Linked DNA regions of Mus musculus: region 2 is linked to region 1. A link is a contact called in public Hi-C data. All regions are on one chromosome and are shown on one strand. Each heading gives the region's core, a stretch centred on a gene start, on an enhancer-like site or on the middle of the called end of the contact. The rest is flanking DNA. Distances are from core to core; before and after follow the strand shown. Region 1 overlaps Mcu (mitochondrial calcium uniporter). Region 2 overlaps Micu1 (mitochondrial calcium uptake 1).

What was found. Hi-C and Micro-C count contacts between places; a contact is called where the count stands out from the background.
Region 2: a contact with region 1 is called in a Hi-C map of embryonic fibroblasts, with 4 times the contacts expected there. The contact joins two enhancer-like sites. A contact is called at or near these places in 5 of 484 Hi-C or Micro-C datasets (B cells, the N1E-115 cell line, cerebral cortex and 2 more), 1 of 115 datasets of contacts at active chromatin or transcription factors (embryonic fibroblasts) and 4 of 9 other capture datasets (adipose tissue, embryonic stem cells, liver and 1 more).

What each region holds. Positions count from the first base shown.
Region 1 is chr10:59,507,331-59,511,438 of GRCm38.p6, reverse strand. The region is part of intron 1 of Mcu (mitochondrial calcium uniporter); the gene reads left to right. Among named protein-coding and RNA genes, the nearest start is that of Gm40671, 66 kb to the left of the region's middle. Within about 2 kb of position 2,013, at least 67 of the 459 cell types and tissues checked have an H3K27ac peak or open chromatin away from gene starts, as enhancers often do. A contact at or near this core is called in embryonic fibroblasts, where this site is marked.
Region 2 is chr10:59,754,807-59,758,914 of GRCm38.p6, reverse strand. The region is part of intron 5 of Micu1 (mitochondrial calcium uptake 1); the gene reads right to left. Among named protein-coding and RNA genes, the nearest start is that of Gm17059, 43 kb to the left of the region's middle. Within about 2 kb of position 2,149, at least 50 of the 459 cell types and tissues checked have an H3K27ac peak or open chromatin away from gene starts, as enhancers often do. A contact at or near this core is called in embryonic fibroblasts, where this site is marked.

The sequences.
Region 1 (4,108 bases), core at 764-3,263:
GCCCGAGGGAGGCAGAGTTCATCAGTGGGAATGCAGCAACACGCGATCCATTTATGCTTTAAAAAATTCATCTATGCTGTGCATGTGTATACTCACATTCTTCATGGTGTGTGTGTGTGTGTGTGTGTGTGTGTGTGTGTGTGTGGTTCGTGCATGCCACATCACATGTGTGTGGGTCTGAGGATAACAGTAAGTGGTTGACGATCCCTCCACCATTGGCTCTGGGTGCTGACCTCAATCTTTAGGTGTGTGTGACAAGTGCCATTACCTGCTGAGCCATCTCATCATCCCGTGCTTTATGACTTCGTTCCCATAACTTCGTAATATTCCAGAGGACTGAGTCTGTAAAGCATAAGGGATGGTGTGCCATGTGCTACAGGATCTGACTGACTTTTAATCCTCCATTTGTCTGACCCTCCTATTACACAAACGTCACTCACAGACTGCCTAACTTAGTCTATGGACAGAAATATAAATTTTGGCTATTCCTTACGTTTATTTTGGACCTTGTGCTTGTAGCTTCCAGACAGCTGTCTGGGTGGTTTGCCGAGTTTGTCATGGTTGCTCCAGCCTTACTTTGAAGAGAAGCTGAACAGCAGCTGCTGTGTTGCAGGAAATGATCCAGTACACAGCCTTCTGGATTCCCCGTCCACCGGGGTGGAATTTCTTAGTGGGCTACAACATGAAGGGGGTCGTGTTAGGGTCAATAGCTATTCCCTACCGTGCCCCATCTATATGCTTTCCCTGGCTTTTTTTCTCAAATGGTGGCATACTAGACTTGACACAACAATCAGCCCTGTCACTCAGTGTTGACACCTGAACTTGGACTCCCGACATGAGGGTCTATTTCTGGATTCCATTATCTCCAACATTGTCCTCTTTCTGTTGGCGATCCACCTCCTGATGGATGTTACCTTCCGTGAGAACAGTGCCCTCCTGTCCTGTTGGACACAGACTAGGAAGGAAGCAAAGATCTATGGCAAAGCTTATAGGGCTTAAGGGGTTTTTTTTCCCCACACTAAACATTTGGTTCTGCAAATCTGCATGCGATCCAAAGATTGACACTTTTCTAATGAAGCGTTTTCTTTATATAAAATGTAGTGAAGTAGTCGGCTAATTTTAAATTTCATCTGGTGCTTAAATATTTTGAATTGTATGTGAGAAACGTTTTGAATAATCTGTATTTCTTCTAAAAGGCTGGTTTTAAGCTAAGCGTGGTAATGAACACTCATAATTCAGCAGTGAGGAGGAAGACTGGGTGTTCAAAGCCAGCCTGGACTACATGATGGCATCCTTTTCTAGTTCAGATTCAGTCTGGTCCTTTTAATGATATTAATGTGAATGTCTGCATTCTTAACATGAAATAGGCCTTTGACAAAAAAAGGAATCAAGCATGGGGCTGGGGAGATGACTTGGTAGGTAAACGCACTTGTCCAAACGTTGAGAGCCTGGGTTCAGCTCCCCAGCATCCATATAACAGAAAGCCATGGCTAGAGAGATGACTAAACGGCTAAGAGCACTTGATGCTCTTGAGAAGGACCTGGGTTCAGTTCCCAGCACCCGAGACAGGAAGTTCACAACCACCTATACCTCTTCACATGGGGGTGGGGAGAAGGGCATAGGGGCTGGAAGAACACTAGGGCTTGCTAGCTGCCAGCCTTCACAATGCAGCAAGTCCAAGATCAGTGAGCGACCTTGTCTCAGTGCATGAGGCAAACAGAGGATGGTGCCTCCTCTGGCCTTCACACACACCATGCATACATACTACTTTTCCCTCTTAGAGGGCACCATGCAGTCAGGGTACTCTCCCAATAGCTTGTTAAAGGAGAGCTCTGCTGCGGGTGAATGATTCTCAGTTCAGTCAAGAAACACCTAAGCTGTCACACACACACAAAGCCAACTCTCAAATCATCTGCTATTAGAAGCCCATGGTAACGCCACCTCCACCACCGTGGAATTCGTCCTGTTTCAAGCACACACAGAATATTTTCTGAAACTGACCTCAAATCAGGCCATAAAGCAAATATTAATAAATTCCAAAGGACTGGAGTCATATAGCATTTTCTCTACCCACGGAGGAAATCACTGCCTGCAGCAATGAATCACTTTCTCTGGGAAATCCTCCAATATTTGAAATGTGTATCAAAGGAGAAATAGTAACCATGCTAAGAAATTAAAAGTATACATAGTTTCCCAGGATTAAAAGCAGAAAAGAAGGCTATCACTACAAATCCTGGAGCTGCTAAGAAGGCGGCTTAGGATGCAGCAGAGCAGGAAGCCTTGCGGTTGGTACCCAGCACTGGAACAACAGCAGCCAAAAAAATGGCTGGAAAAACTTGATGCCAATAAACTTAAAATTTCACTCAAAAGTTCCTAGAGTAACATAATTTCCAAACCTAACATTAAACTTTAAAAAGTAAGCCTGATTTTAAGAATGGTCAAGAGGTTAGAAAGATGGTTCAGTGGTTAAGAGCACTGACTGCTCTTCTGGATGGAGGTCCTGAGTTCAAATCCCAGCAACCACATGGTGGCTCACTGGTGCCTTCTTCTGGTGTGTCAGTGACAGTGTGCTGAAAAATAAAATAAATCACTTTTTAAAAAGTCAAATGGCTCCCGGAATGGGCAAAAGATCAGAACAGACATTTCTCCTATAAAGATGGCTGCCAAGAGCTTGAAATGATACAAAGCATCATTGGTCCCCTAGAAGAGGGAGATGAGAGACACTGTGAGGTACTACTTCATATTTACTAAGGAAAATACTGTAAGAGCGACTGTAGTGAGAAGTATTAATGGGGACGTAGACAAAGCCTCACAGCAGGTAGGAATTAGAAATGGTGCTGCACAGAGACTTACATATGACTTTTCATGGGAACATTGTTCCTCATAGCCAGAAAGTGAATCCAACCCCAGTGACGGTCATTGTTAAAGGATCCCACATCACCACGCAAAATGGGGCATTGTTTGGCATTAAAAAGAGTGAAGTACAGGTATATGATGTCATATAATTCTGTCTTGAAGACATTATGCTACTCAGTAAAATCCACTCAGCAAAATTCAACATCCTGAGTCACTTTGCTTAACATGAAATGTCAGGAACAGGCAAATCCATAAAAACAGAAGGTTGTCAAGGATTAGGAGTAGGGAAAACAGGAAGTGACGTCTAATGGATGTCAGGTTGTGAGGATGGTGCAAGACTGTACTACTGATTGACATAGAGCTTACACAACACTATATATGTACTAAAACCATCATATCAGATATGGGTTTTCAGATAGACTCTCATTATATGGTTCAGGCTGGCCTCAAACTCATTATATAGCCTGGAATGATGGCCTGGAGCGTCTCCTCTTGCTTTTGCCTCTCAGGTGCTGGGACTGCAGGCATGTGCCACCCATAAGTAAATTATACAAGATGGTAATTATATCTAAATAATGGTGCTCTTGGTAGGGGAAGAGCAAAAAACCAATGCCAGGAGAGATACAAAGTCTGATTGGTCTTATAGCTATAAAAGAAGTTTAACCCATAATTAAGACCTCACACACATAAAACTCTAGGCTTGAGACATTTTCCAGAGTGAGCTAAAGAGATGGCTCAGTTTTAAGAGTGATTACTACTGTTGCAGAGAACCCGGGTTCTGTTCCGAGCACAGACCTGGTAGCTCTCCACCGCGTGTAACACCAACCCAAGAGATCTGATGCCCTTTTCTGACCTCATCAGGCACGGCACACATGGGATTCATGTGCATTCGTGCATGAAAACACTCATACACTTAGAATATAAAATAGTAAAACTTAAACTTCCCCAGAGAATATGAAAACGTGACTGATGTATGTACTATCTATAAATATCCTCAATGAGGACATTATAAGAAAGGAAAGGGCATCTTCATGCAGATAAATACAAGTGAACAGCCATCACAAAAACCCTCAGCAAAAGAGGATTAATGGGAATCCATATTTGACAATAGGTTATCTACCCCAAGACTTCAAAGGTGTTATAATTGATGATAAGTATTGAAGACTGTTCTCTTGATGTCAAGAGCCAGGCTGAGGTAAGGATTATTCACCTTTGAACTTAAAGACTCATCCACTTCAGTTGCATTGAGGAA
Region 2 (4,108 bases), core at 900-3,399, 250 kb before region 1:
GATGAAAAGCCAGGAATGGGGCGTCGTCAGAGAGGTGATGGCCAGTTATGATTATGCTTCAAATAAACAATGGAACATCAGATGGGTTTGGTTGATCTCAAGGTCAAACATAACATAACCTAAAATAAAAATGTATCTAAAGGCGTACTAGTAGGAGTCTGAGCATTTGAGGCAAGCAAGTGAATGACATCCTTTTGGGGGAGTTAATGACTGCATTATCATTCTGTTTTCAACCTGAATAACCAAAACTTGTTAAATCCACAGACTTTAGGAGTGGTGGAACTGGAGAGACTGGAAAGAGACCTCGGATACTCCTCATGGCAATGCACTGAGTACCTGATGTCATCAGTGAGCTGGCCTGAAGAACAGTGTACTATGCTAGCAGGACGCGGTGCTGGGCTTTCTACAGGCAGTAGGAACAGCATGCAAAGAGCAGATCCTGCAGAAAGATACGCAAGGGTCCACCTTCTCTAACAAGGGGTCTGCTGCTCTCATGGGCAGCTTAAAAGATACGTACTGGTGTCAGCAAGACAAGCACTGTTTCTAGAAACTAATATGAACAATTCCCTCAGCATCTTTTAAAAGAAAAGCCTATGCTTAATACAAATTCACAAGATATTTTGAAGGATGCAGTAAAAACTGATTTAAAAGTAGTTAATATCTCAAATTTTTAATTTTAGCAAAACAGTTTCTACATATTGCATTCAGATACTGATTCTAGAAACTCAGAAAAGGTTCAGGAAAATATGGATAGAAAAATACAGACTACTTCAAAATTTACGTGTTCCTCCTTATACAGAGGCACTAATCTGCAAGTGGCGTAATGGCTGATTCCCAACCTCTGGTGAAGCAAAACTAGTACTTCCTGTACTGAAAGCATCAGTGACTGGTGCTGAGCACTGAGGGCTGCAGGCTCCAGAGACTTCTAGCACTTGCTAATTCTTCTCTCTTCTCCTCACTCTTGCTGTATGGATCTCCTGGAAGGCAAGTCTTTCCAAATCGAAAGCACATGGTTATTAATGAAGAGAAAGGGCTTTTCGCTGCCTCTCATTTGTCTAACTGCACTGAGAGCCATGGGAAGGGCTTTCTTGTGGGACTGGGCCTCAACCCTTTCTTTTTTAAAGGTTTGGAGTGCTATGGCAAGGCCCAGTTCAGGGCTTGTCCTTGGTAGGCAAGGAGATCGAGCCCAGCTATGTTCTCTACTGGCTAGCACTTGTTTGTACCTTAGCTGTTCTGACACAAAATCCCAGAATTTGAAGCATTGAAATTTGAAGCAGTAAATTCTTTTGATGCAAATTTTAAAGTATTTGTTTGTTTCAGAATACCGTTAATGCCACAGTTATGTGGAACTACTAAAATCCACCCCATTTTAAAACAGGAACACAGGGGGCAATGCACTATGAAAAGAAAGATTACTCCTGCGGTCCTCATTAACTATATCACCAATTACTTCAAATCAAATGATGCTGCTATTTAAGTTGAATTTAGATTTTTTTTTTATTGCAGCCAACCATCAAAAATGCAAGAGTAATTTTAAATGAATAAAATTTAAAAATTTATAATCTGTAGTTGAGAGTCCCTGCAGAAATCAATTTAAAATGCCTGTGTTCTGCCTGTCTTTGGTCATCTCCCGGCCAGCTCTACCTACATGTTCTTCCCATGTGTCTGCTTATTTCCCCAAGCTACAGTCATTCCCTGGCTCAAAGGGGCAAAGTAATAAAGTCTAAATGAGCCACCAGCTTCCTCTTAAGCTATTTTATTGAGCAAAGATCAACCAAGCAATGGCTTATTTGCACTGATTAAGAAATTTCAAAAGAAAAAAATGCATCTATTCATTCAAACTGTCGCCTGTTCCTATGATAGTTTAGGAACAAAACAACCCAAACAATACTAACATTTAAATGACCAATTAATTAAAATCTGATGCAGTGTAATGCCTACAAACATTTCTTATCCCTGTGTGTTAACAGCTACTGATGAAATTTCCCTCTGAGTTAGAGCGGGTTCTACATTCTCAAGGACCGTGCAGTGTTTGAATTGTCATATTAGAGATAAAACAGGAAATTTAAGTCAGGGATGGAAACCACTGTGCAGGGAGTAGGGAGGCCAGAGGCATGCACCGACCCCCAGCCTCGGAAGCATTAACATGGATTCCAGAGCAGTGATTAATCGAAAGCACATGCTGCCGAGTCAGTACCTGCCAGAACTCCTGATCAGAAGGAGAGAGAAAGAAAAACAAATCGACAGTGATTATATGAACAAGCCCACAAATCAAACACATATATCACAAAACGCAACATATGAAGGAACAATAACAACCTGTGAAAATGATCACTGTAAACCTGAAAATACAAGAAGAAACACACGAAAATGTTCTAGCCATCACCCGTTAGGCACAAGAAAACAAAGATCTACAACACAACCTCCCGGCACCAAATCACAGAGAATGTGAGTCAACATGTTTTTTTAAAAAGAGTTGTAAAGATTCCACGTCGTCCCCAGGGTGGTCAAAGCATTTCTGGAATGGAAGTTTCCTATTGGGATGTCTCGTAATTTTAGGGGGACGTAGCTTCAACTTTCTGGCAAACTGCCTGCTGTGTCATTCACTCCAACACACAACCCACCAAAGCCGGATGAGTTCAGAGAACTGGTAGCCGTTCAGCGGAGCAGTTCGGGAGGGAACCTGAACCTTCTATTATGTTCCACTGAAGCGGGGTGGGGTGGGGTGTCCTGTGTAATGAAGGCTGTCACCGTGTTGGCTGCCATCTGAGGGAGTAGTTCAGGTCAGTTAATTTAGCCAGGCTCTGCTCCAAATATCAAGCGGCTTCAAAAAGCTTTTTTTACATCAGTAAACTTCATTGGCTGTGGAATAAAATTTGGTTGAAACTTACCGCTCTTTCCAAATCAAGCTCAGTTATCATTCAGAAAGTTCTTGAATGAAAAGCAAGCATCACTAGCGATTTACACGTCTGCAGTGGGGGCTGCCGAGGCCCAGAGGAATCTACAGTAGAGGGGTGGGGTGGAATGAGCTCCGGTGAACAGCGGAGTTTGCCTCTCCGCTGGGCAAATGGAGTCTTTATACAAAATAACCAGTCAAGGACAGCACAGGGAGACTTTTCTAGGTGCCTGAACTAAGGAGAGAACAATTACCCACAGGGTATGGGGCCGCTAAAACCCACGAAAGATGGCGTACACGTTAGTGGGAGGTCCTTCCATAAAATGAGCACAGGCTCATAACCATGTCAAACAGCTACGAACTGTCCTCACTGCCCCAGTTCTCTGGCAAGGCAAGAGACACTCAGCTAAGGGTGCTGCTGCCCCTCGGCTGTACAGAAGAGCCACTGTCTGAACGAGGGCACGACAGTCTGAGGTCCACACTCTTGCTCTGCTGCGCACCATGCTACCCCGTGACACAGAGCTGTATCTCTCACCCCGGTTCAGCATGCTTTATAACAGCTACTGGTCACTTACACATGGCTATCAGATGCGGGAGCGCACACCACGGAAATAAATGCCTTGGAAAAGAAAGAGGTCACACGCCAAAGCTAGATTTCGTTCTCGTTATTAGTTAGTGATACTGTGTGGAAAAAAAATAACTGAAGTTAATTTGTAAGAAAAAGACCATGAAAGTGATTTAAAAACCTTTGAGTACAAAAGAAGATGGGAAAATCTCTGAGGAAGAAGAAAAAATGGAAATTTTAGCAAGTTTTCAGGGATTGAACTCAGAGCCGTGCCCAGGCTGAAGCACACATTCTAGCACAGAGCTACCCCAGCAACCCAGAGGATCTGGGAAATGCTGACTCAGCACCTGGGTTCACTGTAATAATTCAATTACCCTCTGAGCTTTTTGCTCAAAAGAAAAGGCTATCATAACCAGTCCTGTTCAAATGATGCTTTATCCCCCACAGCCAATCATTACTGGCAAGAAGAATGCCTGGTTTTGTCCATGACAGAAACAACATCTTACTCAAATGGCCTGATTACCATCAGAAGGGATCCAGTTTACACACCACATGGATAGATCACTTTAAGAGTGACAGGGGCAATAAAAAGACAGACAGACAGTACTTTCCAAAATGCCAGCTGACCACATTATGACACAGTGGGA